Linked DNA regions of Mus musculus: all the other regions are linked to region 1. The links are chromatin contacts, called in public Hi-C, HiChIP or PLAC-seq and promoter capture Hi-C maps. All regions are on one chromosome and are shown on one strand. The core of a region is the stretch at or near the end of the contact, and the rest is flanking DNA. Distances in the headings are between cores, read along the strand shown.

What was found. Promoter capture Hi-C pulls out the DNA fragments that hold promoters and counts their contacts. A called contact is a pair of places that touch in the nucleus more often than the background predicts. HiChIP or PLAC-seq counts read pairs in DNA pulled down with a chosen protein or histone mark.
Region 2: a contact with region 1 is called in a promoter capture Hi-C map of the HPC-7 cell line. The contact joins the enhancer-like site here to the promoter of Uhmk1 in region 1. A contact is called at or near these places in 15 of 39 promoter capture datasets (the 3T3-L1 cell line, 3T3-L1-derived adipocytes, the HPC-7 cell line and 11 more), 14 of 484 Hi-C or Micro-C datasets (CD4 T cells, the G1E-ER4 cell line, LSK cells and 11 more), 13 of 115 datasets of contacts at active chromatin or transcription factors (astrocytes, bone marrow-derived dendritic cells, bone marrow-derived macrophages and 9 more) and 2 of 9 other capture datasets (liver and macrophages).
Region 3: a contact with region 1 is called in a promoter capture Hi-C map of the HPC-7 cell line, with 5 times the contacts expected there. The contact joins the enhancer-like site here to the promoter of Uhmk1 in region 1. A contact is called at or near these places in 11 of 39 promoter capture datasets (the 3T3-L1 cell line, the C10 cell line, the HPC-7 cell line and 7 more) and 3 of 115 datasets of contacts at active chromatin or transcription factors (embryonic forebrain, large pre-B cells and stem cell-derived neural progenitor cells).
Region 4: a contact with region 1 is called in a Hi-C map of neural stem cells, with 6 times the contacts expected there. The contact joins the enhancer-like site here to the promoter of Uhmk1 in region 1. A contact is called at or near these places in 1 of 39 promoter capture datasets (hippocampal neurons) and 2 of 484 Hi-C or Micro-C datasets (embryonic fibroblasts and neural stem cells).
Region 5: a contact with region 1 is called in an H3K27ac HiChIP or PLAC-seq map of microglia, with 6 times the contacts expected there. The contact joins the enhancer-like site here to the promoter of Uhmk1 in region 1. A contact is called at or near these places in 5 of 39 promoter capture datasets (the HPC-7 cell line, HPC-7-derived erythroid cells, cranial neural crest and 3 more), 1 of 484 Hi-C or Micro-C datasets (Th1 cells), 3 of 115 datasets of contacts at active chromatin or transcription factors (bone marrow-derived macrophages, epiblast stem cells and microglia) and 1 of 9 other capture datasets (macrophages).

Annotation. Positions count from the first base shown.
Region 1 is chr1:170,213,228-170,219,183 of GRCm38.p6, reverse strand. Uhmk1 (U2AF homology motif (UHM) kinase 1) reads left to right here and starts at 3,777. Exons shown (of 8, transcript NM_010633.4): 1 at 3,777-4,211. The coding sequence starts at 3,944.
Region 2 is chr1:170,843,023-170,848,978 of GRCm38.p6, reverse strand. All of the region lies in intron 4 of Atf6 (activating transcription factor 6), which reads left to right. Among named protein-coding and RNA genes, the nearest start is that of Gm29733, 5.0 kb to the left of the region's middle. Within about 2 kb of position 3,043, at least 100 of the 459 cell types and tissues checked have an H3K27ac peak or open chromatin away from gene starts, as enhancers often do. A contact at or near this core is called in the G1E-ER4 cell line, the HPC-7 cell line, LSK cells and 6 more, where this site is marked.
Region 3 is chr1:170,792,427-170,798,382 of GRCm38.p6, reverse strand. Atf6 (activating transcription factor 6) reads left to right here. Exons shown (of 16, transcript NM_001081304.1): 11 at 3,613-3,726; 12 at 4,327-4,426. Among named protein-coding and RNA genes, the nearest start is that of Gm25235, 37 kb to the left of the region's middle. Within about 2 kb of position 2,437, at least 71 of the 459 cell types and tissues checked have an H3K27ac peak or open chromatin away from gene starts, as enhancers often do. A contact at or near this core is called in the HPC-7 cell line, where this site is marked.
Region 4 is chr1:169,669,057-169,675,012 of GRCm38.p6, reverse strand. The region is part of intron 1 of Rgs5 (regulator of G-protein signaling 5); the gene reads right to left. Among named protein-coding and RNA genes, the nearest start is that of Rgs5, 17 kb to the right of the region's middle. Within about 2 kb of position 3,057, at least 30 of the 459 cell types and tissues checked have an H3K27ac peak or open chromatin away from gene starts, as enhancers often do. A contact at or near this core is called in neural stem cells, where this site is marked.
Region 5 is chr1:170,725,698-170,731,653 of GRCm38.p6, reverse strand. All of the region lies in intron 15 of Atf6 (activating transcription factor 6), which reads left to right. Among named protein-coding and RNA genes, the nearest start is that of Gm23523, 23 kb to the left of the region's middle. Within about 2 kb of position 2,188, at least 27 of the 459 cell types and tissues checked have an H3K27ac peak or open chromatin away from gene starts, as enhancers often do. A contact at or near this core is called in Th1 cells and microglia, where this site is marked.

The DNA.
Region 1 (5,956 bases), core at 2,528-5,027:
CATATTTATTTTACTTAAGGATACTAATTGTCTTAGGGCTTTATTGCTGCAAAGAGATACCATGTCCACAGCAACTCTTATAAAGGAAAATATTTAACTGGGGCTGGGATACTGCTTGGAGGTTTAATCCATTATTCTCATGGTGGGAAACATGGTAGCATGCAGCAGACATTGTGCTGGAAAAGGAGCTGAGAGTTCTACAACTGAATAGGCAGGTAACAAGAAGCGACTAAGATACCCTTCCAACAAGGCCACACTTCCTACTAGTACCACTGTCTATGAGCCTATGGAAATCATTTCTCTCAAATCACCACATCCCTGGCCCCAGTAGGCTTATAGCCATAAATACAAAACATACCTAGTCCAATTTATAAAGTCCCCATAATCTATGTGAATCTAAACCCTATAAAAATTTCAAGTCTCTTCTGAGACTTACTGTACTTTTTGAGCGATGTAGAGTTCTTAACCTCCCTGCTCTTGTCTCCACCTTGTGGTTGGAGTGTTGATAAGCAGGGGAAAGATGGTGAGCTAAACCAAGGAAACCCCTAGTGCTGGGTAAATTAGTCATGCACCACCATGGTCTGTTTGGTACTGAGCATACTTTAATGGCATATCTTTTCTGATGTGTTTGTTTCATGGGGAAGGGGTGGGTGGCAGAGAGAGAGGGTAGGCAGTCTTTTCTTTTGACTATGTTAGAGCAGAGCTTAATGCAAGAATGATTGATTTTCTTAAGAACAATAATTTGATATGCACGAATAAATTTTTTTATTCTACCCACCCCACATAGCAATACTAATGAGGAAGAGAATGACTGTATTTTTCACTCCTTTAAAATGTGGCAGAGCAGGATGAGGAGAGCTTGTGAGGAATCTTAGTCCTCTTTTTTAAAAACTCGACCATCTGTCTATGTGGAGGCAAGGAAAATGACTTCCCAGTCTCGCTGCTCTCTTCTCCAACTTCTGGTAGAAGCATTGGTAAATAGCAAAATTGGGTTTTAGCACCTGCCCCAAGAAACCAAAAAGCCTTACATAAAAATATTATTTATATTCAGAAGCATAGGCGAGAATCGGTTCCAGAGTTAACTGCTCAGCTTTTAACCCTAAGTCTTTGACTTTTTCGTCATGCACATGGCATTAAACACATGACTTCCAAATTCAGTATCCATTTCTCCTACTATAAAACACTAATGGGTTGTTATGGAGACTGAAAGAAATACCATGTTCCTGTCACAGAATAAGCATAACTGGAATTTAGATTGTTTGTAATGATGGCAGTCCACTCTCAGATGCTGGGGCAGATCAGATTGAGAGGGCTCAAACATATCTTCTTTCTTGGGACTCATGATGGTGCACCACCTCTTCTACTTCTAGCAAGTCCTAGCTGTCCTCCTGCCCCTACAGGTCCTACTACTAGCACTGAGGTTACAGGCATGCCTCCCATGCTTGGTTGTTTTGTTTTACATAGGTGCTCTGGATTTGAACTTAGGTTTACAGGGAGGGAGTCTCTGCATTTAACAGATTAGTGAATATAAATCCATAGTTTAGGAAGTTAGTTCCATTGTCTCACATCATCTTCAAGTTTCTACATGCTAAGAATTTAGCAGCTCTGTGTGTGTGTGTGTGTGTGTGTGTGTGTGTGTGTGCACAAGACAGGATCTAAGGCATGGTTATCTCTCTACCAAATCAGCTTCTGTGATCCAATATCCCACACCGTTTGCTTAAATAAAAGACTTTGTAGAAGAGCTAGTAGCAGGAGATGGGGACCTAATGATTCACAGTTGCCAACTTTAGTTCTGGCTACTTCCTTCTGAAATTGGAGCATGGTGGATGCTAAGGTCAAGCCCCACTCCCTCTTCATCTCATGTCATTTGGTCAGTTAGTGGTCCTCGGGTTATGAGCTGTTATTTGTATTCAGTCATGATGAGGTTATCTGTGTGAATCTGAGTGGTTTGTGAATGGTGATTTGTATGGCCACTTGCGTTAACACAAGTTAACAAGTAGACTAACAAGAGGACTATGGATATAAGAACTAAAATGAACTGGTAGATTGTCAGGGGCTGAAGGAAAGAGGAGTTGGCAGCTTGTTTAATTAGAAGAGAGATTAGTTTCTACAAGATGTATGGAACAAGTTCCTCAGATGTTTGTTGATAATGTTTGCACAAGGTCAAAATATTTTATATTACCTATACACTTAAAAATGACTAATGTGGTAAATGCTACACTGTGCATATTTATATGCATAAAAGCTCTTGTGTTTTTAAAACATTAAGATTCTTTAATCAAATAGGCACCCTGCCCCCCCCCAGTAAGAAGTCTGGAGGATGGTTTTAGGAAGCACAATGGATTTCTACCAAGCTGTCAAGGATCCAGAAACCTTTTGCATTTCTTCTGGGTCATGAATGATCTAGACTTGCGTTTATTTGTCCCTATACACCCAGTTTCCTCTTCTTCCATTAGTTATGAATTTTATGTGAATTTTCTAGCTTGTCTGGAGCTAGCTTGGGTCATATGACTAGGTAAGCACTAGCTAATGGGATACGACCAGAAAACTCAGTACCATTTTGGCTATTTTTGTGCTTCTTTGGTCTCTTTCCCCATTCTCAAAACCATGAAATGCTGAAAGACAAGGCAAACACATAGGTCACAAAGATAAAAGTCCACTGAGATTGGCAGAACCCTGCATTATTAATTGTAGAAGGGAATGCTTCCATATCTAAGACAACATACTTTGGGCTTTTTGGCACAATAGATCACATCCAATTAATATATTAATATGTTGCTTTTATTCTCTCAGTTGCTTCATAAACAGGATGACTAATCTGTCTTTATTTTTTGTTTTGCTTTTTAAGATTTATTTATTTCTATATACACTGAAATTCTGCCTGCATGTTTGTGTAAGAGTGCCAGATGCTCTGGGACTTGAGTTATAGACACTCGTGAGTTGCCATGTGGATGCTGGGAATTGAACCCTGATCTGGAAGAGCAGTCAGTGCTCTTAGCTGCTAAGCCATTTCTCTAGCCCCAACTAATCTGTCTTTAGCTTTACGCTTATTTTCTTAAGCAGGAGATAGGAAGTAACAGGGAAGAAAACACAACATCTAAGTGAGTCAAGTTAGATCTTCCAATAAATCCTTGTTAGTTATGCAGGAAGGTCTTATTGACTAGAGAGAGGGCGTGGTCACAGCCACTTCTGAGAGAGGCCAGGTATTTCTTTTGTGTATATTACTGTTCCAAAGAAAATCGGAGTTATATTAGAAAGGGAGGTGGTAATGATGGATATCAGGAAGATGTGAAAGCACGTAGCTTTCAGCTTGAAACAATAGGTAATAGAAAATAAGATAGCTGCACAAGAGACAAACAGTTCAGTGGCTATGAGGAAATACTGATCTTCCCCAGGACAGGACTTTGGTTCCCATCACCCAAACCCGGCAGCTCACAATCTCCTGTAACTTCAGCACCAAAAGATATTACACCTTCTTCTGACTTCTGCACACATGAGGAACAAATACACAAATATATAAATACAAATATAATAACTCTTTAAAGATAAATAAAACAAAAAAATCAATAATCATATATTTTGCTGGAGCCAGGGCCTTCCTTGCGCATTCAAGGCAAGCACTTTACTACTGTGCTACACCCCATCTCTAATAATTAAGTTTAATATCTCAGTTGTTTTGTGCTAAACAATTTTCCCCCTGGAGGCCCCGCCCCTCTTAGGCCCGCCTCCTTCAGCCTCTAGGATTGGCTTTCCCCCACTTCCGGCTGGGTCCGAGTGCACTCCGGCTTCCGGTGTCATGGCGGCCTGAGGTCCGGGGAGTCGGTCGGAGCGCTGCAGGCCCCTCCCTGCGGAGCGGCGGGTCCGGGCGGGGATGTGACGGCGGGCGCCGCGGGCCTGCCTGGCGCGTCGTGTCGGCTCGCGTGTCCTCGGCCCAGCCCGCACCATGGCGGGGTCCGGCTGCGCGTGGGGCGCCGAGCCGCCGCGCTTCCTGGAGGCCTTCGGGCGGCTGTGGCAGGTCCAGAGCCGCCTGGGCAGCGGCTCGTCGGCCTCGGTGTACCGGGTGCGGTGCTGCGGTACCCCGGGCTCGCCCCCCGGCGCCCTCAAGCAGTTCCTGCCTCCGGGAACCACCGGGGCTGCGGCCTCGGCCGCGGAGTATGGTTTCCGCAAAGAGAGGGCGGCGCTGGAGCAGTTGCAGGGTCACAGGAACATCGGTAATTGTGGCTGTCCCCCATGTCCTGCCCATGTCCCGGCTCAAGCATAAGCGTCCTCCGCCTGGCCCCCGGTCTTTGGTCCTGTAGGTGGGAGGAGAGGATCGGGCCTCACTAGTTGTCACGCGATGCAGGTCCCTTTTCAGTCCACCTTTCCTTTGCAGCTGTCTGAGGTATACGGTGGAAGTGATTATTACATAGCAAATGCTTAGTAAAGTCCAGTTTGCTTAGGTTTTCATCCGGTAGTTAGAAAGTGAAAGGCATGAGTTTGCCAGGTTGTCATGTCTTGAGTGGAAAATTTTGCATCTTTTCCAAATGGAAAATATTCTAGGGCATCCAGTGCCATCATTGACATCAAATGACATACTACTGAGAACGGAAAAAAAAATACATATTTCGTGTGAATTTGGGAGAGGGAACCCAGTGTTACCTAGAAGTTAATGGAAGTGTGATATTTAAGAGCACAGCGTTTGCTTCAGTAAGACTTTCATGACTCAGAGATTTAGAATGTAAGCTTGTTTGGGCCACAGATATATGGAAGCAGTCCTCGTTGCTAATCCACGTACAGGCAGAGAGCTTGTAAGCGGTTATAACTTTGGTTAGTAAAGAAGCGTCATAGATCTTGGCAAATAGAACCCATGTGTAGCTTGAAGAAAGTGTTTGTTTATTTATTTATTTATTTATTTATTTATTTATAATACTACATTGATAGAATGTCCTAATGCTAGTGTGTTTTTCTTTTTTTTCCTTAATCTTACTAAGCGGTATATCACTATAGCTTTGGTGTTTGACAGGAACATTTTTTGCATGCCTCAGTACTTGTTGAATCTCTTGCGTGATTACATTAGAATGTTATTTGTAATTGATGTATATAATATGTGTGTGTGTATATATATATATATATACACGTATATATATGTGTGTGTGTGTGTATACATATGTCTATGTATATACACATATATGTATGTGTGTATATATATATATACACACACATGTACACACACACACATATATATATACATATATATATATATATGTATATATATATATATGAGCATAGAATGCTGTTTTGGATCAGGCAACCTTCAATTTGCTCTTAAGGGTTACTTAATATCATAGGTTTTTAAAGTAATTTTATCTTAAGACCTTAAGGGCATATTCACCCACCACTGAGTGTTGAGTTCTTGGTGAAACACAGGTTGAATAATTGTGCCATATATCGCCATACTTTATTTTATTTAACCCGGCTGTCCAAAGATAATGCTCGCTCCCTGGAAGAATAGTGGAAGTTTCTTGCTTATCATTGTCATTTTTATCCGTGGGGTGGGGTTGTGTGGGTGTGTCTCAGTGGTTAGAGAGCCTTTGCTGTTCTTGCAGAGGCCCGGAGCTCAGTTCCCAGTGTTTCCAGGGATTTGGGTGCCTACTGCCTTGGTGGCCAAATGACACTGGGGTAACGCTCGAGGAATTTTTCATTAGACTTTAAAAGAAAAACCCCAGGGCAGGCAAGCCTTAAATCTCAGTAACTGCTCTGAGGAGGGGAAAATAAAATAGAGAAAAAGCGATGACGCTTGTGGTAAGCAACATGGAGGGCAGCCATGTGTGGAGGGGAAGTGGGGAGTGGTCAGGCAGCCAAAAGGCCTGAAGAGGAGCTTAACAGAAAGTGTTTGAGAAAAGCATAGACTAAGACGACTCTTACCTCTCTTAGCATTTAGGCCCTTAGACAGGTCATTGACCCACCCAACTGGATT
Region 2 (5,956 bases), core at 1,794-4,293, 630 kb before region 1:
GGCCTTGTGGGAGTGAGAAATCTGTTACCTCCTGGGTTCGGCTCCCTCCCTTTTGTTCTTGCTTCCTCAGTGCCCAGTAGTCTTTGCTTACTGGTTTTCTTTTCTTTCTGTACCCATCTTTCCACTCCCTTAGAATATACATTCTTTAAGGACTTGGAAGAATGTAAGATTTATAATTCCTGGGTCATAGAGTTCAGGAACTCCTACCATTATCTTTCAAATTAACTAAGATCTTTACAAAAGTCTGATAGCTCCTTTGGAGTGCATCCCTGGCCCTCACAACAAAAGCTTTGAAATCAAGGAAATGGAATACCTGATTTAAGTAATGGGAAAGGCAAAGTACAAGAAGAAAAATCAAATTAATATTTCATATATTTTAACTTTTATAAATTGAGCCATCTTTATTCTGGCAGGTTCTATACTTAGCAAACTTCTAAATTTTGGGAATTCTGTTTGCTTTGGGGTGTGTGTGTGTGTGTGTGTGTGTGTGTGTGTGTGTGTGTGTTTAGGTAGATGACAACCTTCAGGAGTTGGCTTTTTCCTTCTACCATGTTGTTATCAGCTGAGTTTTTGGGACCTGCACGGCAGGCATTTCTCCCTGCCGAGCCATCATCTCCCCAGCGCTGTATTCACTAGGAATTCTAAGATTACTTTTTGCTTTTGCTGGGCCATCAGCACCTGACCTTAGGATAAAAGCCATTAGGATCTTACCTGGTGGTCTGTCTACCAACTCTCCAAACCTTTCTTAGTAGAGTCACCTTCAAAAACAACTCTTAAAATTACAAAATGTACTATGTCCTTTGCCTTAAAGCCGTTTAATTACTTCCTAGTGCTCAAAGTGTGGAGTTCAGATTCTCTGTGTGCTGGTCCTCCAGGTCTGCCGTGCTTACAAACACTTTCTAGTTATTTCAGCCTTGCTTTGTGTTGCCCTTCCTATCCTCACTCCCCATTTAGCTTGTGTCCTGTGAGTTTCTTCTGAGAACTGTGCACATGGCTCATGCAGTCCTGTGCTAGGCACTTTGCAGCACTGGAAGTAGGGTCTCTGTTGTTATAGTGTTAGGGGGTTTTGTTTTTGTTTTGTTTTTTAATGAGACAGCATCTAACTGTATAGCTTCTTCTCTTGCTGCTGTGGCAAAACCCCTGACCAGTGCAACCTAAGGAGTAACGGTCTCTTTTGACTCAGTCTGTCATGGATGGGAAGGCATGGCCGCAGGAGACGAGGCTGATGGTCACATCGTGACCATGGTCAGAAAGCAGACAGACAAACGTCCCTGCTTTGCCTGCTTTCTCTGTTTCTGAAGCCTGACACCTCAGCCCATGGAGCAAGGCTGCCCACATTCAGTGTGGGTCTTCCCACTTGAGTCTAACTAGGAAGTGCCTCACAGTTATGCCTAGGAATCTGTTTTCAAGGTGGTTCTAGGTCCCGTCAAGTTAGTAACCAGTATAAACCAGTACAGCAGTGAAAGGGACTTCTGACTTGTGGTCCTGCTGCCCCAGCATCCCAAGTGCTAGGATTGCAGGGTTCTTTTAAAGGTAGTCTTACTGTGTTGCCCAGGCTGGGCTTCAGTGCAGGAATGTGCCACTGTGTCTGGCCTGGGTTGTTTCCTTCCTTCCTTCCTTCCTTCCTTCCTTCCTTCCTTCCTTCCTTCCTTCCTTCCTTCCTTCCTTCCTTCCCTCCCTCCCTCCCTCCCTCCCTCCCTCCCTCCCTCCCTCCCTCCCTCCCTCCCTCCCTCCCTCCCTCCCTCTCTCTCTCTCTCTCTCTCTCTCTCTCTCTCTCTTTCTTTCTTTCTTTCTTTCTTTCTTTCTTTCTTTCTTTCTTTCTTTCTTTCTTTCTTTCTTTCTTTCTTTCAGCAGGATTTCACTGTGTAGCTCTGGCTGGCCTGGAACTTATTATGGAGACTAGGTTGGCCTTGAACTTGTAGAGATCCTTCTGTCTCTGCCTTCTAGGTGTAGAGATTAAAATAATAACCAGCACGCCTAGCCTGGTTATTCTTCTTCTTCTTTATATTTATATAAGGTGCACATATATTTATTTTATTATTATTGTTCTTACTAGTTCTGTTATTGTTGCTGCTGCTCTTCCTCCACTTCCTCTTATCCATGTCCTTATCCTTTTTCCTGCCTTTTACCTCTCTTCCTCCTTTCCTTCTATTCTTCCTCCTCCTGTTACTCAAAAGCTTATCACTCAGAAAGACATTCTCTAATTTTTTATTGTTTTTTGTTTTTGTTTTGTTTGTTTGTTTGTTTTTTCGAGACAGGGTTTCTCTGTAGCCCTGGCTATCTTGGAACTCACTCTATAGACCAGGCTGGCCTTGAACTCAGAAATCTGCCTACCTCTGCCTCCCAAGTGCTGGGACTAAAGGCATGCGCTACCACCGCCTGGCTAATTTTTTATTCTTGTTCTCTTGCTTACACTGCCTTTTTATTTGGAATGATCTTAAATTTGCAAATATATTGTGGAGATTTTTGTCTGAGCCATTTGAGGGTCAGTTGGCCACTGAATTCCAAATTCTATAATGTCTACCTCCTATGAACAAGAATGTTTTTTTTAACAACAATACAGCCACCAAAACCAGGAACTAAACATTGATATATAACAATAATCTCATCTGTAGCCCTGTAGGCATATTTGTTTTAGCTATTTTATTTGGTTTTTATGTACCTCTTTCTCCCTTCCAGCCCTTATTCCTTCCAACCCCCCATCACCAGGTAGTAGAGAAGGAAGGGTGGAGGAGAAAGGAGGCTAGGTCTCTTTAAACTACTTCCTGCTGACTAAAGCAAGTCTAATCTTCCGCTACCGGGAAGTCCAGCTTCTTCTGGTCTCTTTCCTCTCAACCATCAGCAGCAGGAGCAGGACCCAGCAGGGGGTACAGCCGAACAGCCAGGCTTCTTCCTTAGTGTTCCCCTGCCCCTCAGAGTTCCCTCAGCCCCCTCTGGCATTTGGCTTTTTTTTTTTTTTCTCTCGCTCAAGAGTTCCCAGAATTAAGCTATCTGCACTGGGCACAGATCCTGCCCCTGCTGGAGCACGAGGCAGTCAGTCTGCTGCTGTGGATAAGCTGAAGGAGGCCACACCAGGGATTAAAACAGAAACATGTCTCCGTAGCATAACTGAGGTTAAAAGAAACCAAAACTCGCACTACCCAGTCCCGGTTTAGATTGTGCAATTTCCCATGTAGCTCCCCTTAGATTCAGACCAGCAAAAGCATCAGGTTATGTTGCATGTGGTTGTCTTTCTGCTTTAATTTTCTTTATTCTGGAACAATTCTTCCTTCTTGACTTCGTGCTTTAATGACCTTATCATTTGGAGTGCCAGACGTTTCCTCAGGATTGGAGTCAGCTTTAGTGTCTATGGCAGGAATGCCACAGAAGTGGTTTTGTGTCTGTCTTTTGTTTGTTTGTTTTAGCCTCTCTCTCTCTGTCTCTCTGTCTCTCTCTTTCTCTCTCTTGGTTTTTGAGACAGGGTTTCTCTGTATAGCTTTAGCTGTTTGGCTGTCTTGGAACTTGCTCTGTTTACCAGGTTGGCTTGCAGCTCATATAGATCACCCACCTCTGCCTCCTAAGTCCTAGGATTAAAGTAGTAAGGATGTCACCACTACCAGATCTGTTTTTGCCTTTTGAGATAGGATCTCACCTAGTTCGAACTGGTTTAAAGTTGCTATGTAATGGAAAATGGCCTTCAACTCCTGATTCTCCTGCTTTCACCTCCCAAGAACTGAGGTTACAGGTGCAGGCCACCCACACTCCACCTTGTCATTTATTTTTGATGATAAGATTCAGTTTGATGACAGTTTGAGGTGGTCCTGTTACTGGTGATGTTCACCTCAGTCAGCTGACAGCATCTGCTAGGCTCTCAGCCAAGAAGCTGCTCTTTTCTCCCTTTGCTAGTTGCCAGTATTTTGTGAAGAAGGTACTTTTAAACCGTGGAAAAGTACTGCTCTTAAAATAATAAGCTGGGCGTGGTGGCGCACGCCTTTAATCCCAGCACTCGGGAGGCAGAGGCAGGCAGATTTCTGAGTTTGAGGCCAGCCTGGTCTACAAAGTGAGTTCCAGGACAGCCAGGGCTATACAGGGAAACCCTGTCTCGAAAAACCAAAAATAAAAAAATAAAAAAAAAAATGAACATTTACTTTTTTATTTTGTGTGTCTTATGTATGGTTGTTCATGATGGCTCACAGTGAGTGTGTGAAAGTCAGACTCTTTCTACCACATGGGTTCCGGGGGTTGAACTCAGTGCCTTTACTCGCTAATCTGTTCTCCTGCCCGAATGTGCGGGTCTTTGTCAAGCTATCCATCACCCAGATACTTGTTAACATTAGTGTTGACTTACTGTTTCCCATTGGGTTTAGACTGTAACCATTGCTGTGATTATTTATTCTGGTGTTTGTGTTGTCTCGTATTTAGCCACCAGGAGTCGCTGTCTATGGCTCCTGTGATCTTTCACTAGGCTTCTGTTGGGCTCAGCCATGTTACATGAAGGCTCTCCTTCCTTGCCTTGCCTTCTTAGGTCCGTGGGTCCCCTTGTGAATGTGTTCCCAACACTTCTGGTACCCTGACAAGTCCCCCGGGCATGGAGGGTGCTCTTGCAGCCCCATCTAATGCCTGATGCTTAAATTATTCAGGAAAGAATATTTTCTAAGTGAGTGTTAACACAAGTTTTTCATAAGGTAAAGATGACCTCAGATCCATTTAAAATTGCCTTAGTATGTGATTTGAGACACAGGCTCAATTTTATGTTTCTCTAAAATATTATTAAAAGGTTTATTCCAATATCATATATTAAAAGTTTATTTGTCCCCCTCTCTGATTTCATTTATAAGTATGCATTTTAAATTTATAGAGATGGTATTATTATTATTAATTATTGGTTTGCTGTTATTGATTTATATTTGAGTTTTGAGACAGAGTTTTGCTTTGCAATTCAGGCTAACCTTGAACTCATGAACCTCTGCTTCAGCTTCTTGAGTGGTGTGGTTATAGGTGTATTCCACATGCCTGGCTCCCATTTACTTTTAAAGATGAATTCCTGTTACTCTGTATCTATTAACTCTGTTGCATCTAACTGCACATTTCAAAACGCATTCACTGTATTTTACCCATACTATGAAGAATATATTTTTGTAAAAATAATATTCTCTTGTGGCCCTGTGTCAGGATCCCTTGGGATGTATGTCCACATGTGGAGAAAGTGGGTGACAGGCTGCAGGTCCTTGTCAGTCAGTGCTTGCGTGCTTTCCCGGAGCTGCTGCAGGCGCTCAGCAGGCGCTCAGCAGGCGCTCAGCAGGCGCTCAGCAGGCGCTCTGCAGGCGCTCAGCAGGCGCTCAGCAGGCGCTCAGCAGGCGCTCAGCAGGCGCTCAGCAGGCGCTCAGCAGGCGCTCAGCAGGCGCTCAGCAGGCGCTCAGCAGGCGCTCTGCAGGCTTTGAAGAGCCTGGGAAGTTTTCTGCTAGGGCCGATGTTATCCAGGAGTCTGGGATTTTTCCAGATAGTAAATCTTTGATTATTTTTTCTTTGATTATTGGTTGTTTACAAACTGTCTCTAATTTCATTATGTATTTATGATCTTCATAAATTGTGTATTCTTGTCCTTTGACAGTTGTCTATGGATTTACTGTCTGTTTTTGTGCTATTTGCAAGAATCAGATGAGTGGTTAAGACATTAAGTTGTGCTGTGTGACGTCTGTGTTGGTGTGTGAGGAGGCTGGTTCGTCAGGAGTACCTCACCCCTGTGAGACAGCTCTCAGTCCTCAGACCTAACTCATCAGGTGGCTGACCTGAGCCCCAGGGCTCCCTGTCTGTTTTTCCCAGCCTGAGGTGAGAAGTGTGAGAAGACAGTACTTTCCTCCCTGACTCTCAAGTCTCAAACTCTTGCTGGGTAAAGGCATTGCTAACCTCATTTTCCTATTATCTATCAACTTTGTAGTCTTTGGGTTTTTTTGTTTTTTTTTTTTGTTTTTTGTTT
Region 3 (5,956 bases), core at 1,188-3,687, 580 kb before region 1:
ACAGTGATTGGGCATATTTATTGACTACACTGTGTCTGTTATTTTGATGTTAATAATGTATAATGATTGGACCATAATAATTAGTGTATCCATCATCTGAGACAGATATTCATTCATTCTTTGTGTTGAGAACATTCAAATTCTTTTACTAGATGTGTTGAAATACTCGATGCATTGTGGCCAACCAGAGTTTGCCGTGCTTCAGAACACTTACAGTCACCCTCTTCTCCAGTCACTCTTGCACCCAGTATGGACTCTCAGTCCACACCCCTCACTCTCTCCCCCAAACCATAAAGTTTTTGCTTTCTATTCTGTGGACACGGTGTGTTACACTTACTGATTTATATACGTTGAGCCATCCTTGCATTTCTGTAATAAATCCTGCTTGATCATGATGTATTGCCTTGTTCGTATGTTGGCTTTGAGTTGCTAGTACTTTGTTGAGAGTTTCAATAGCTATGATCATCAGAGATTTGGGTCTATGGATCCCTCTTTTGGGTGTGTTCTTGTCTGGTCTTGATGTCAGAACAACTTTGGAAGGGCTTCCTCTCTTTCACTTCATTGGGCTGGTTTTAGAAAAGTTTGCATCAGTTCTGTTTTGCTAGTTCGTGTTTTAAGTCTCATTAAGGTGCCAGGCTGGGCCTCAGCTTACCCATGTTCCTATCTCAGCTTTTGGGACAGCAGGCAGGCTAACATGTGGCATCATGCCTGGCTCACACTGGCTCTTCTTTGCAGTTGCAGTGCAACTGTCTAGCCTGGCCTTGTGCTTTTATTTGGGGGGAGGGTGTGTGGACTTTATAACAAATTCAGTTTTCTTACTTGCTATGGGCCTGTTCAAGTTTTCTATATCATCACCTGTATTTTTAAATGCCTCATTTTGTTTCAGTTTAGGAGAGTTATGGTTTAAATAATGGAAGGATAGATTATAATCCTATTGTTCAACCATGTATTTGTTTGTTATTAGCATATTACCACTAGCAAATTTCAGTTGCACAGATTTTTTTCAGTGTTAGAAGTATATCTGTATATATTCATATCTGTATTTTTAATAGTATAACTTATCAGCCAAATGGGACACTTTTATGAAAGAATAGTAGTATAGTGAGAGCTGGTATTAATTTTTACCTCAGGACATAGGGCATCAGGCTTAAATCACAGTTGTCTTCTAGTAAACAGGAAAGGGTGGTTTCCGCTTGAGGCATCGGCCACAGTGTCTTTAGGAATTCTCATCAACTCTAGCTTCCAGCATTGCTCTTTCCTGTAGTGATTTATTTGCTGAAATTTCTTTTATCTGTATAGGACGGCTTGCAGAGAGCCTGGATCTCTGACTGTCTTTGGGTTAATAGGGTCTGATTGTCTCCAGATTGCATGCTCGCTTAGACTCTCCCCTTCTTTTCTTCCTCTAACCCTGTCCTGTCTACCCTTGCATTTCTCCTACCTGATAGTTTTCTTCTCTGTATTTCTAGCTGTTAGAACAAAGCTAACCAGCCCAGGTATGCAGAAATCATTGCTAGAGATTAATCATATGGAGAGAAAATTACAGGTCAAAAATACAGTTTTGAAATCAATTTTGGAATTCCTGGTATTATTAAGTATGCAGGTGTGATTTTCAAATAACCTGTGTGTGTGTGTGTTCCATATAACTTTAGCTTCCACTTCTTTTCTCTCATGTGTGCCATACTCAGAAATCATTACTTTTATTCTGAAATTAGTTGTGTGTTGAGGGTGACTTGGGGGGCATGTGTTCATTGTGGCAAATCTTGGCTAAGTGAGTCACTCCCTAAAAGACTTTTCCTTCTGCATTGTTAGAGTTTTTACCCTCCCTCCCTCCCTCCCTCCCTCCCTCCCTCCCTCCCTCCCTCCCTCCCTCCCTCCCTCCCTCCCTCCCTCCCCCCTCCCTTCCTTCCTTCTTTCCTTCCTTTTTTGACTGGCTGCTGTTCGTAGTATTAGGGATTCCGTGCAGGGCTTTGAATAGGCAAGTACTCTACCACTGTGGTATTTCCTTGCCCCTGGATAATTGAGACAAACTCTTGCTCTGTAGCACATGCTGGCTTTGAACTTGTGATCTCCTGCCTTCGCCTCCTGTGTGCAAGCTTATCCTGCCCACTCAGTCTTCCTTCTTCCTTTCTGATTTTCCTTGTAAGCTTCTCCTTTGTCCAGATCCCAAGCTTTAAAGCTGTGAACTCTGTTTATGTCCTGCTAAAGTGACTCATCTGTACCACAGCCTCCAGATGCGTAAACACGGGTGATTCTCAAATTTCCGTTCACAGATCGGACTTCTCATACACATGCTCACATACCCAGTCATGTCTTGACTTTTTTCTTTTCCATATTTAACTAATATTTGGTTTTGGTACAATTCTCAGGCTTAAGGATAAGTTGAGGTATCTCACTTCTCACTTAGTAACTTCCCTTTTATTCAGCAAGTCCTAATTATGAGCCGGACTCTGGCTTCCTGACTTCCTCTTCTGTCTGTCCCACGTGCCCAGAGCTCTTCAGCAGCTTTCCTTCTGAGTCTTTTTCTCACTTGCTTTTGTCTCGTATACTCTTCCCCTAGTTTCTGCGCAGCTGGTTTCCTCTTGTCTTTTAGCCTTGCCATCTATGATCCTTTCCCTAGTTTTATCTGAAGTAGATCCTGCATACTTTGCTGTTTGAGTCCTGTGCTGCTTTTACAACAGTTAATATGGTTTTGCTGTATTTTATGCATTTGTTCTCTTGGGTTTGCTCTGCTTTTCCTGTTAGCTCTTTGAGAATAGACTGTTGCTCTCTCTTGGGTTACCCAGCACATAGGTGCCGCTCCACAAATATTGAATGAATAAGTAAAAAGCATGAAGCCTACCATGTTCACTTGTATATATATATATATTTTTGTATTTTAGCATACCCAATTTGTAAATTCATAGTATCTTATAAAAAAATACAGAAGATTTCTTAGTGAGCTAGATTAAGATACAGACTGAAGGATGTACACAGTAGTAAATGGTCCTGGTTCATAATCTGATTTTCAACTCGTACTCTAGGTAGGAATCATGTGACATAAAACAGTAGCAAAGGGACAAACGTGTACTTTTTAAGTTATTGAGTAACTAGTCATTGTCATTTAGTGTTTTGTTAGTGATTCAAGGTCATCCATGGTTTTAAAATTTTTGTCCAGCTTTTCAACTTTGTCATTTTTCTCCTGCCAAACATTTTAGGTCTTCCTCTACCCCCACTTCACACAAACTTGCTTGGAGAGACTGAGTTTGTTGACACAGTATGGCAAATGACCACAAACCTGTAGCCTTGTCATATAACAATCATGTCTTTTCCTGTCGACTGCTAACTCAATTAATTTCTCCTCCACTCCAGCAATAGGGAAGTTTATTGAATTCACACACAGCAGGTGCTGCCCAGTAAATAGTAGCTAAGCAAATGTGAATTACTCTGCCAGCTCTTAGAAACTGAGAGAATGACAGTCCACCATATGGTTTATATTTAATTCTTTCTGTTATGTTCATTTCAATCTTACAACATGTTTAATTTGGTATATGTTTATTTTAATGAAAACTGACAGTAGTAAGCTTTATAAAATTTATGATACAAGGAAATGATTTTTGTCTGTCTTTGTTTCAGCTATGATCACTCTGTGTCCAATGACAAAGCTTTAATGGTGCTAAGTGAAGAGCCATTGCTTTATATGCCTCCACCTCCATGTCAACCCCTGATTAACACAACAGAGTCTCTCAGGTAACGGGTGTGGACTGGTGCAGAAACTACCGAGTGGCCTCCCATGGCAAACTTCAAACTTAGCAAAGCATTTCTTCAGCTTTAGTAAGAGGCCAAGAGAATCTGACTTGCATTGGATAACTGCAAGCCAGGATAACAATTGTCCAGGTAGCGATGGTGATGGGTCCATTCATTGTGATGGTCATCTGCTTAGGTGGGTCTTGTTTGAATGAAAGGATGAAGTGAATGTTAAAATTTAGGGTAAGGCTAGACTTGTGGACTTAATATTCTCAGCAGATAATATCCTTTTTTTTTTTTTTTTTTTAATTAGGAAGGTGATATCTGACTATGTTATTCTGGACATATATTCCATTATTTCTCTGAATTTTGAACTTATGATTGAGGAGGTTACCTTATAACAATCCATGTCTTATTCAAAATTTAAAAAAAAGTATTAAATGTCTTAGTTTTCTTTTTTTTCAAATTAAATCAAAAAGCATTGTAATGTAGTCAGATATGTTGGGCTGTTCTTTGGGTCCTATAGAACAATTAAATTAATTTTCAACAAAAGAATAAGCCAGTTAACTACTATCAAATATATTTGATTACTTTGTTTTATAGGTTGAACCATGAACTTCGAGGCTGGGTTCATAGACATGAAGTGGAAAGGACCAAATCTAGAAGAATGACAAATAGCCAACAGAAAGCCCGCATTCTCCAGGTCGGTTCTGCTTGTGTCTGAAGAAATGACAGTTCAGGCTCTGGGGATCCCCTCCCAGGGGACTTGCTTTCTTCCCTGGGAGATTTGGGAACTTCAGCCTCATTTACTTCTCACTGTGGCTGCTTCTGATGCCGCAGCCATTGCTGCTGCTTCCTGTACTCCCATTCCGTCTCTCTTCTCTCTCTCTCTAGCAGGCAGGGTACTGTATCAAAGTCATTAACTCTGGCTGTTAGAACAGCCTCAGCGTCTTTGTAGCTGGATGAGATAGAAAGTCATCTCTTACTTCATAGCTCTAGGCTTTAGGAGGAATCACAATGAAATAGCTTCCAGGCCAGGGAATGTAAATGCAAATGTTGAAGCCCCAGGACAGATCAGTTTGCATATTTACAGAAGCTCAAGAAGTTGAGTAAAGCTGGGGGTTGCTGTGACTGAGGGGAGAGTGGTCAGATCTGAGAGAGCTTAGCGAACGCTAGGGCTCTGGTCTGAACTTCAGATTTCATTCTAGGCATGAAGGACACCACTATTTGGTGAGGGGAATGACTTGATCTGATTTATATATTTGAAAAGTCTTTTTGGCTAGGACTGGTAGAGCTCATTAGTGAATTTGGGAGCAGGATTGTTGACTTCCAGGCTAGCCTGAAATATATAGTGAGACTTTGCCTAAAAATGAAAAAGAAAGAGGAAACAAAAATGATCATTCTAGGTGCTACACAAAGCAGACTGATGGGGAGTGGGAGTGGGTGTAGGCAGGTCAGGTAAACTGCATTCCAGTGGTCTAGATGGGAGGAGATCTTTGGGTCTATTCTTCTGTGTTAGATATGAAGGGGTAGGAAGGAATGGAGACCTAAATATATTTGAAAGTAAAACTGTTAAGGAATTGCTGCTATAAAATAAAAAGGAATTGGTGATAATTTCTGTGTCTTAGGTGCTGGATTAATACTGATGCCATTTATAGAGACAGAAACTGGGGGAGGAGTTAGAGACAGGAGTTAAGAGCTTTAGATACAGATTTTAGACAGTCAGTTGAAGAAGTCCAGAAGACAGCCACATATCCAAGTCTGGACCGTAGGAGAGAAGTTGAGGCTAAATATTTAATTTGGGGTGCTACTTCCCAATGTGAAACTGAAGAGGAGAGAGAGTGTGATAAACTAGTGCAAGGCATTGCACATGTGTGGGCTACAAAGACCTCCCTTGGTGTCTGGACAGCAAGATGGAGGACAAGAAAGGGCAGTGTGGCTCCCATCCAAGCCGACAGGCTATGGGACAGTGAAGACAGTTACTATTAAATCTCACCATTCGAACCCCCCGGAGACCCTGGAGCCTCTTTTACTGTGTCTGTGATGACAGAAGCCCAGGGAAGGGAACGTGGGATGGTAACAGAAAAGTGGCAGTAATTGCTGCAGAGAATTCTCCAGGGATGGGGATAGAGAATAAGAGTCAAGAAGAAGGTTTGGTTTTAGGATGGAAAAAAATTTCATCTGCTTTCCCTGCTTGCCATAGGTGCTAATAGAAACATCTTGCTGAGCATGG
Region 4 (5,956 bases), core at 1,808-4,307, 540 kb after region 1:
ATTTTGCATCTTAGAGTCACAGTTAAGAAAGCCCTGTCTTGCAACTTACAAAAGCCACAAATACCCAATTACCATGTAGAATGTCCTACTAGCTCAAAATATGGTGTAGAAATTGATTTAGAAATAGTTAACTCTGAGGTGTCTTTTCATCTCTGTTTCATTTTACTTTTGTTCTTTCTCTAGAAACTTCCCGGTGAGTGAGCACAGCCCCCGACCTCTTAACATCAAGCGTATCTTAGCTAAACAAAGCTTTGTGATGGGAATTGGAAATCATCTGCTGCGGGGCAGGGGAAGCGACAGCTTATATTACACAGTGAGTGAGATGTTCTCCCTTTGAGTTCAGGCTCTACAAGTTACACAAACTACCTGATGTTAAGTGTTTCTGGCTTGGAAGTTGGGTCTGGTGAAATAGTTAAGTTCTCAGACTTTTGAGATGATTTGAATTGCTAGCTTTAATTGCATAATTATTGTTTTCAACCAGCTCTAGCCCATGGCTTCCACCTATAAGCACCAAATGAAAGCGTCAGAAAATGACATAGATCACTTTTTTTAAATTGTAAAGGGCTCCTGGAAAATTCTAGCTCTGGAAGTAAGACTACTACCATATAATATTATCTGGGATAAAAAATTGATCATTGGGAGTTGACTGGACAATGTATACAGCACTTGTGACTACCCCCTGCTGGCCAGTACAGAGCACTACTGTCAGAGATACAAGGTCTATCTTCTCCCAGGCACACTTCACTATCCAGTAAAAAGAGTCATCTGCCTCCTGGACTCCACATGCCTCTCCCGCTGTGCACATATGGAAAGCTGTTATTAATGTTGAACTTGACACAACATTGCATCCACCAACACTTCTATAAAGACGAGTGATACACTCTCATGTTTGGGGGTTTCGTATTGTTTGGTTGGTCCTTTAAGATTTAGGCTTCCTCCCCCTCCCCCCTCTTCCCCCACTTCTATTTCTTTGTTCTTTTCTCTCTTGCTTCACTGGAGTCATTTGCTTTTGTAAAAGGCAGGAAGGTGCTGGTTTACAATTTCTCATGCAAGAGCAATAGTCAAGTATGAAGGGGTAAAGGTAACAACAGAGTTTAAAATAGTCATTCATTTCTTGCGAATTTACAAATTGATTATGTTTTCTGTGCCAGGTAGTACATAATAAATATACAAACACCCATAGGCCTTGGTCTTTGCTTTTAAGATGCCTATAGCCCATTGAACTCTTCCACTGGGGTTTCCGGAAGGAAGCAGACCCTGAACAGATAGTCTCAGTTCCCACTAGGGTAAGTCCAGGAAACTTCTCAAAAGAAGCAGAAGTAGAGTTGGAGAATGGCCAGTTGTCACTCACTTGAGCAAGATCATTTTTGTTTCTTATAAATCTGTTAACATTAGCCTGACTGACCTTTCAGGGCAGAGAGAAGGCCGCGAGATGGATTGCTTGATTGTGAAATGTAATGCAGTTCATAGTACAAAGCGGTATTGAATGTGGTCATCCTGTCTTCCTATTCTCAATGGAGATGACAAGGGACCACCATGCTGCACCAAGCTTGTGACATATTTGGCATGTGTGCAAGAAAGAGTTAAAGGTAGAGAAAGGGCTCTTCAAAAAAAATGTTTCCATGTAAAGAGGAGGCCAACTATTTTATTAACTTGGGTTGGATCAAATTGTCTTTATCTGTCCATTTATCGATGCATTTTACCATAAGGATTGTTTATAAATGATCACTCATTTCCTAAGATGGTATACACACACACACACACACACACACACACACACACACACACACACGAGTGAAACAAAACTCTAGAGACATTTTATCTATATCAATTGTCCAGTGGCCATTTGTGTGTGTTATGTGATCTAGAAAAGACGTACTACTTATAACATCACTTATTTTTTGAAAAATCATGTTCTGATGATGAGCCTCAATTGGTTGTTTACCTGGTGTGTAAGATGCCCTGGGTTTGACCTTCAGAACTGCATAAACTGGGCATAGTGACAAAGACCTATAATCCCACCATATAGGACGCAAAGGTGGATAGATGAGAACTTTAAAGTTATCCTTTGCTCCATAGACATCATGAGATATATAATACTTATAATATATACACTTATGTGTGTGTTTGTGTATACACACAGATACAAGCATGCATACACGTGTGTTCCTCTTCTCAGAGCTGATACCTATACCAGAACACCAGGTATTCTCTTCCTCTTGGCCTTGGGAATGCAAGAAAGAGGGAACAGTGTGCTTGGGAGAACTCTGTTGCTGAGGCTTTGTCCCTGGCCTAGTATATATAGGCTGAAGAAGAAGACATTGAAAGCTCATCAGGAACTGACCTACTTATTCATTTGTAATCCTGAAGAGAAGGATGAGTACGATGAGTAAGATTGCATTCACTCTCACCAAGCAGTAACCAATGAAAATAACCAGTGATAAGGTTCCAGCCAGTCTGAATACTTGGCAGCCTCACAAGAACAAAGCAAGCAAGCAAGCAAGCAAAACCCTCCAAAAAGAAAAAGAAAGAAAAAAAACCCCACAGAATTACTGCATGGCTCTCAAGAGTTCCCAGAAAAGAGCTTCACCCTCCATTGCCTTCCTTCCTGTCAGAGCCTCACACAGTGTGGGAATAGTACAAATCAATGGGAAAGCCAAAGAGGTTCAAACTCACCAAATTCGTTTCCCGTTTCTAGATAAACTTGAGCGTATCTGACATTAATTGAATTTCAAAATCATCTCTATCTGGAGAGGAGAACTTTCTAATGTGTTTACCACATCAGCTATGGTCCCTCGCTTTCTTCGACTGCACACTAGGCCCTTCCCTCTGGCTAAATTACATTAATGCTGATTAACACCAAATGATTTGTGTCTCCTTGGGTCTGTTATCCTTTTGTGTTACAAGGAAAAAGAAAACTTGTTTTGAAATAAAATCAATTGGAAATGCCCGGTGGAGCATTTAATCAGAGGGAGAGAATTCTGGAGATGAGTCACACTTTTCAAGCTGCAAAGGTCTGAATAGTAGTAGCCTTGTGCAATGGTAAAATCTGTTCCCTGTGTGGGATGTTGGCCAGGGGATAGAAATCCCAGAAAGCCACAGACCATCTTAGTCTTTCCTGCCAGCGAATAGACTGGATGCAAGTTTTAACCTTTAGATGTATGTGTGCAAGGCCAGCACCAGGACACTACAAACAGAAGTATGGCTGGATGAATTTTTTTTTTGAAATAGAACTATATTCAAGAGAACTTGATTGAGAGCCGATAGAGAGGCTCTGACTCTAGATGTTTCAAGGATTAAGATGGTGTTTCTGGCCCTGGTAGTGTCTGGAACAACTCCAAAGGGCTCATTGCACACAGGAAACTACATAGTAGGCATTTCCCCATCGTTAGAAAATACTGATGGGACACAAGAATGAAGAGATGATGTGTGTTCTTGCTTCCTAAAAAAACAATAAATTCCTATGGAAATGCATACACACACACACACACACACACACACACACACACACACACACACACACACACACCTGTTAGCTACCATCTTCAGCCACCCCCACCAACTCCCTGGGATCTTCTGAATCTGACTGCTTAACATGGCAATCACCTAGCATGACTGAAGACACATAAAGCCACCAGATGACTGCCAGGACCATAAAGTGGCTGAGTTCTGTTTCTTTCTTTAAAGTAACCGGAGACAGAGAAGTGAGAAGCCGAGGCCGGCGATGAAGCTTGGTGAGTGCATGCCTAGAATGGGCAAGAGCCTGGGTAGATTTCCAGCCCCCCCGAAATAAAAACAAGAAAGAGAAGAAAATGGAAAACAAGATAAAAGCTGGTGGGCGGGGCTTAAGTGGTGCACGTATTCAATTATTCAGATCACTTATATAGGGTCTATTTTAATGAGAAGAGAACCTGGGTGTAAGGAGAAAACTTACATTCCACCATGTTAAAGAGACAGAGGGGCAGTAAGGGTCCTGTGCTTGGGACATATCTGGTAGACACAGGAAGGTTTAAGTCTAGACGCCAGACACAGTTCAAGAACACTCCTCACAAAGAAAGGCTCTCTGCAAGGAGTTTGGGGAGTGTAGGACCTCATTTTCAAAACTGGTTTCCAAAAGACTTGATCTTTTTTCCTTGGTCAGGGTAAAATTCAAGGCAACCCAAATCTTTGTTGCAGATGCCCCCTGCTGGCTATGAAGAGGCATGAGCTACAATTGCTGTAGAAAGAACCTTGGATCTGGCTAACCTTGCAGGCTTCTTCCACAAAGGTGAAAAGACTATGTGTTATCTTCCCTCCCCAATAAATACCCATGAAAACATGTCCAGCACACACACACACACACACACACACACACACACGCGGGCTTGTTTTCGCGCACAAACACACACACACACTCACACACACACAGAATGCTTTTTATTTACCATCTTCGGCTACCCCCTCTCAAATCTTCTGAACATGACTGCTAAAAATCAATGATCGATTCTCAAGACCAGGAAGAAGGCAGAACCAGACCATTTAGATGGAGAAAGACTCCACTCCACCACTCTACCATTTCCATCTGGCTAAAAACAAAACATCCATGGTGTTTGTTATAGCTATCCATCAGCGTGTTGCATGAGAATTTATACCTAATTTCTTACCTCATTTTCATAATTTACTTACAGTATCTTAGGCAAATGACCCTAGGGTTAGTCTGTATAAAATATCCCTTGATGATGTAAGCTGTAGGAAAGTGGAGAAGGATGGCAGAAAATACAGTGTCCCCGTTGTTAAATAACTGAAATGTGGCTTCAGCAATGACAGCTGTCTCCCAAAGCTCATGTGATTAATTACATTAAATGACATTCTGAACTATAAAATGGTTGAAAAAAATGGAATTGACAACAGCTGTCAATTATGACATATTTATAGAAAACACATTTACCTCTTGCGTCCTTCGAGCTCTTGTTACCTCCCACCATTTCCTGTCAGACTTAATCACAACAATTGCCATTCTGTGCTCCAGCTCTTACCTGAGCTGTCCCCAAACAGTTGTCACTCAGATGCCCTCACAGGCAAAGGCCACAAAACACTAGTGGGGGCGGCTCGGGCCCAGAAACTGTTCACTTCGTAAGCAGGAAGCATCCAGAAACTAGATGTAAAAAAATAATGCCAGGCACTGTGTACATATAGTCCCCAGGTAGGAGAGTTGGTGACACACAGATCCTTACGTTCTCACTAGGCAGACTAAGCTACTTTGTGAATTAAAGGCCAGTGACAGGCTCTGTCTCAAAAAGAAAGAAAGGAAGAAAGAAAGAAAGGAAGAAAGGAAGGAAGGAAGGAAGGAAGGAAGGAAGGAAGGAAGGAAGGAAGGAAGGAAGGAAGGAAAGAAGGAAGGGAGAGAGAGAAAGAAAGAACCCTGAAGAATGATAATGTCCTCTGGCCTCTCCACAAATGTGTGTGTGTGTGTGTGTGTGTGTGTGTGTGTGTGTGTGTGTGTGTGTGTGTGTATTCACACACACACACAGAGGTAGTCAACAGAAAACTTGTCTAGATAAGCTAACTTCTTCATAAGACAGAGTACCATTTCAAAACCTGGGCCATACGCAGTTTCTTCTTCTGCTCACTTACTTAACAGTCTAATGAGCAGCATCTTTGCTGTGAGCCTGCCCCATGCCACACACTACTACTTGTAAGAAAATCTTCTGTGGAGCCAAAGACAAATCTGTTAGCCTTTTAGCTGTTATACTTTTAGCTGCTCACAGTTGATACGCTGTGAGATAGGTGTAGGGCACTGGGCATCTTTCTAACCAGATATGCACTTCTCAGTGGTGATAAACACTTTAGAAAGCTTTTTAGAAAGTCCAGCCTCGGGTCAGGCCATCTCTACCTGTTCCTGCTAGTCTGATCAAGATCATTGATAATGGGCTGTTTGCTACAAATGACTTTTAAAAAAATGTGTGTTCCATACCAA
Region 5 (5,956 bases), core at 939-3,438, 510 kb before region 1:
CTACTAATTGAATATGCGAGTTATATTAAATTGGGAATGTTAGTCACTGCTTTCAAAATAAAGATTAAATTAAGCATATTTGTAGCTTTTTAAAGATTGTGTCATATCTTAGTGCAAGACCCCAAGTAGTGACTATACTTTGGTTGTTTAGGGTTCATGATGCCCAGCTGCAGAGTAAGGTGTTTGTGTGTTTAGAAGTATTTTGACTGGGTGAGCTAATGGTATGAAAGGAAAAAGCCACTGTTGGTCTGGAGGAGCAGTTAGGTACCCTTCTGTTGCCTTCTCTACTTTAAAGTTTTTTATTCCCCCATCCCCACCCCAAGTAAAAGAGGCTCTTTGAAGAAATTTATGGCCTACACTTTCTAAGTCATAAACCAACCTAGTTTTCAGGCAGTAGCTTGACTTCTGTGGAGAGTAACTATAACCCATATAAACTATGCTATTAACCACAACCCATATACACTATGCTGTTAACTATAACCCCTATACACTGTACTGTTAACTATAACCCATGTAAACTATGTTGTTAACCTAACCCAAATATACCATGCTGTTAACCATAAATCATACACACTATGCTGTTAACTATAACCCATATACACTATGCTGTTAACCATAACCCATGTAAACTATGCTGTTAATCATAACTCATATACACTATGCTGTTAACCATAACCTATATACACTATGCTGTTAACCATAACCTATATACACTATGCTGTTAACCATAACCTATATACACTATGCTGTTAACTATAACCCATATACACTCGGCTGTGAATCCAGTTGCTTAACACAGAGGACCCCAGGGTTTTCACTGAAGAAACCCAGAAAACAACTCAATGATTCAGGTTTTAAAAAGACCAGAATTCAAGAAGCTGATTAGGCAAATTTATTTTTAAAATGAAAGAAAGATAGGAAACTTGCCAAATTTTTTAGTGTTTTTGTAACACTAAATGGGCACTTAAGAAATATAATGCTTTAATGCACTGTTTTCTCTCTGAAACTGTTTGTACTGTGTGATAGAGATCTGCTGCTGCTTCAAGTTAGTCTCCCCCTCCCCTGTTCTTTCCCTACCTCCCGTTCCCCTCTACCTCCTCTTCTCTTCTTCCTCTCCTCCTCTCTTATCTGTGATTGAAATAATAATAATAATAATAAGTATAAGTATAAGTTTCTGGATACTGTTTTTAGGACAGACAGATAAATCTGTTGTTTTCCAATATAGCCAGTGCCCTGAGTTGTTTTCACTGTGGTATCTTCACTCTCAGTCACACTTGTGTGAGCAGTAGGAGTACTGCAGTCTTTAACACAGTGATGTCACAAGTGTTCACCCCTCATCCCTTCATCACCCCAGGAAAGCAGTGGCCCATGTACACTGATGAACAGTGGACACTGCATCGATTTCCTCCACAGAGCATGAAGCAGGGGAAGGAGGGCAGGTTAGACCCCAGCATCGCTGATGCTCAGAGCTGCTACCTGGGCCCTGGGATGCACAGGCACTTTTCACTCCTTGCTGTATTGAAAGTATGTTGCTTGCTGCCATTAGATGCTTGGCATAACTAACTCTTGATGTAACCATGTAGTTGGATACTAGTTTCTCTTTTGCAGTTACAATTACAAACACTTGCTAGCTAGTAACAGAAAGAGCTAGCCTTTAGATCCATAATGGATTGTGAAGCCTGGCATTTCCACTCCGCCACATCAACTCCACATGGTAACAGTACTCAGGTTTTACACCTTAGAACATTCTGGAAACCTTCCATAAGTACCATCACAGTGAACAACTAAGAACTGTGCAAATGTAACTTGTTACCCTGTATCTTGAAATAAACAAGCTGTTAGTCAGAGTGGCATTATGGGTCATAGCCTGAGCTCCTTCTGCTCAGTCCCTCCCTTTGCCTCTCATCTAAGAAAGCGACTCAGTCTTCGAAGCCTCCCTATGGCTCAGATCCTCAGGGCCCTCGTGCTGTTTTCTCCCAACTTGCTTGATTGTCTTTCTCAGTTCTGTAGACCCTGACCAAAGCAGTCCTCTCAGTGGCTTACTCTGCATGACTGTCTGTGCTTCCCGTGTAGCCTGTACCATTCCGTGCCTTCCTTTACCCCTAGCCACCCATCATTTTCAAACACTATTTGCTTCTCTTATTTCCTGTCTACTCTACCCTCACCATTAGAATGCAAAGTCTGTAAGAGGAAACCTTTGTGGGGTTTTTCCCTTTCAGTTCGAACACCTAGACTAGGCTAGGGCCCAATAGTGATTCAGTAAATATTTAATGAATGAAAGTAGACTAGAAAGTGGAAGTAAAGAAGCTTTTTCTTAAAATGATATGTCCTGAAAGTGTACGAGTTTAGTAACCCTAGTCTTCTGGTCCACATTCCATGCTTCTTCAGCTTGCAGTCTCATAGGCTAACATCCAGAAAAAGATTCAAATGATAATATAAATAAAACCAGGTTAATTGTGAATACTTTTTAGGTGATTTGCATCTTAAGTAATTGTTCCTCAGTTACTATACTATGGGGATGTAGGCTAGCCCTTCTTTGGACTGTCTCTGAGAAGCAATAATAATGAGAATGAATTACAGAACTTAAAATAAACCTGAAGAATTTGTGGGCCTGATTCCTAAGGTCTAAAATGAGACCATATGTCATTTCTAAGACTGGCACAATTCTAACGTGAATCGTCACAAGAATGTGTGAAATGCTTAGTTTTCTTTATAACTCAGTTAATTCTGTTTATAAGGTGTTCTGCTTATTCTGGTGATAGACAATGGATATTCTATAACTTCCCTTAATCAACATGTGTTTGAGTTTCCCCTTCTAATGTACAAAATAGATTTTTTTTCTTTTGACCTCGCTATTTTATACTGAAGACGGCTGAGCTCATGCAGCCAGGTTTGCCTGCCGCAGGGAAACTCCAAGCATTGCTTCCTCTGGGTTACCCACAGGCCAGACAAGCCAGAAAGCAGGCCAGGAAACTCAGGCGGAACAGGCCTGTCTGGTCAGGAAAGGAAGTATGTCTACATCATGTCCCTGCATCCCTTGCCACTCTCAATTAAGAATATACCCCTGTAAGCCAGGCCGGTGGCTTTCCAACTCTGCACAGATTTTGGCAAATAAGGTTAAACGCAGTGTTGACATCTCAGCCTGGTTAATTTCTTTGTCAGAAATTTCCTTGAGAGAGAATAAGATCCAGTTCCCTAAAGATTCTGTATCCTTCTGAGCAGGAGGCAGCTTTCCACGCTTGTGTCTGAATAGGAGCTGTCAGGTGCACAGCTTGAGTAAAGAGTGTGGTCTTCCTATGAGACCGCTGCTATGGCTTCAGACACAGTGACCCTGCAGCTGTGGCAACAGAACAAGTCTGAGAAAGGAAGATCCCACTTAGTTACTGAGGCTGGGACTTGATCCGTAGTTTATGCTAAACTCGTACTTGAAAATAAAATGGCAGCACCCTTGGTCACCCGTGTCTTACCCTGTTTCCATCAGCTCCAGAAGGAGCTATTCTTTTGAGCACTTTTATATATGTGCGGATGGGGTTGAGACAGCTCTGTGGATTTTTTTGGACAGAAATGTCCTTAATTTATTGTAGCCATTACTTCTGTCACTGTACCAGATAATGTGTTTGAACTTAGTCTTTTTCTAAAACGCCACTCAATTCTTTCTCTGCTCATTCTAGAAAGACTTTTACTGGAAGACCTGTAATTATCCCACAAAACAGCAATAAATATAATCTTAAAAATAAGTTTAGTAATTTCTGTTAGATGTGATAATCTTCTACAATGTTTCATATCCCATCCTGTGAAATGTTATTAGTTCTTCTCAACCCCCTTATATATTTAGTCTAAGAACCTGATAGCAAATCACTTGAAGATAGTAACTGTTATGTAAACGTTTGTACCCGTTACCTGCATGCATGTGTGTTGGTAATTGCCACGTGGACTAGCCAGCCTGCTAACAACACTTTACTCTGATTCTGCCTTCAGATGCTCAGTCCCCAGCCATCTGCATTTACATTACTGGTGTTGTATCCCACCTAAGTTTATTTTATTTTAGATGTATTTGTCAAGTGTTTTGTCTGTGTGTATGTATTTAACCACATGTGTACCTGGCACCCAAGGAGGTAGAGAGGGTGTTAGATCCTCTGAAATTGTTATTAACTATTCAGATAACAGCTATGTGGGTTCTGGAAGTCAAACCCGGGTCCTCTAAAAGAGCAGCAGTGCATTTAACCAGCCACCCCACCTGAATGTTTTAATGTAAGGTGCCCAAGTTCCCTAGTCTCTCACCTGCAGCAGATTAGAGTCAATGTTAGGAACATGGGTTTGGGGCAGGGATGTTCCTCATGTATTTTAAACCTTATGCTAACCCTCTTGGGAGATAGCTGTCTTGCTTGTTGTTGAGTTAATGAGCTCTTTCAGCAACTTTGAGGAACCTCTATGAAGATCAGAAATTCAAATGACATCCTTGACTTTTTTTTTTTTTTTAATCTTAATGGTGATGATTCCTAGTTACCACCAGGAATCTCTGGGCATTTGCCCTTATAACTCTTCTCATTCTGTTTGGAATGCATTCCACAAGGACCTGGAGAGTGGAGCAGACCCAGTTTCTTTTTTTCAGCTATGACTGTCATTTTCACAGGTGACCGTGAGGCTCAAAGTAACCATATTAACCTTAAGGTGAGAGTCTGCCCAGCCTGCTAACAAGATTTTGGGGGCTCAACGGATGGCTCTGGCTCCACAATGAGAGAGCTAGCTACATTAATATAAAGTTTATATTAACTCAAAAAGGTATTTTTAAAGGAATCAACATTGTTATAAATCATGAGTAAGGCTGTTTATATTTTACACAAGTATGTATCAAACTTCATAGAAATAGGAAAGTGTTTTTTAATTTATTTTTATAGAGATCAGAAACATTCCATAGTCATTAATCATATATCTGAGCCTCTGAGAGAAGGTTTGTAGGCAGGCACTCCTAAGGTTTCGGTATGGGGTATCGAATAGTGCCTCAGTTTTACTCAGTACTGGCCTCTTCTAGCTTCGGTCAGCAGCCTCCCACTTACCTGAGCTCCATGGAGATCGTTCCCGTAGTGCTTTGCTATACTGCTTTCCAGCTGTAGAAAAAGGGAAATTCTCGTTCTTTCCCAGAATGGGTTGTTTTCTGATTATTTCATCTGCAGGAGTGAGGGCTGAAAATGCCACAGTGAGCTGCAGCCATTGGTCAGACTAAGACAATCACCAGCTGTTTCTTTGCTGGAAAGTGGTATCTACCTTAGCTGATAACTTTCAAGAGTTAAAAACCCTGCATGCTATATAAGATAAATACAGTGGGGATGTATTAATTAATCAATTTGCTTTACATTGTGATCACACCTTCCTCTCCCTCTTTTCCTCCCAGTCCCTCGCCTCCCTCCAAAGAAGCTTGTCAAGTGGACCAGGAGCATCTTCTCCTGTCGTGGCAACAGGGCAGCCCAGTTAGGGGAGAGGGATCCAACAGCAGGCAGCAGAGCCAGGGCCAGCCAATGCTCCTGCTGTTAGGGGCCCCACGTGAAGACCAAGCTGCACATTTGTTACATATGTGCAGAGGGCCTAGGTCTGTCCTATGCATGCTCTCTGGTTGGTGGTTCAGTCTCTGTGAGCCCCTATGGGCCCAGGTTAGTGGATCCTGTAGGTTTTCTTGTGCTGTACATAACATCTTTAGCTCCTTCAATCCTTCCTCCCCTCTTCCACGTGATTCCCCAAGCTCCATCTAATGTTTGTCTGTGGGTCTCTGCATCTGTTTCCATCAACTGCTGGGCGAAGCCACTCAGATGACAATTACACTAGGTTCCTGTCAGCGAATAGGAATATCGTGAATAGTGTCAGGTAGGCTCTCTCTTAAGGTGGGTCTCAAGTTGGCCATTCCCTCAATTTCTGCTCCCGCTTTATCCCTACACATCTTGTAGGCAGGAAAAATTGTGGG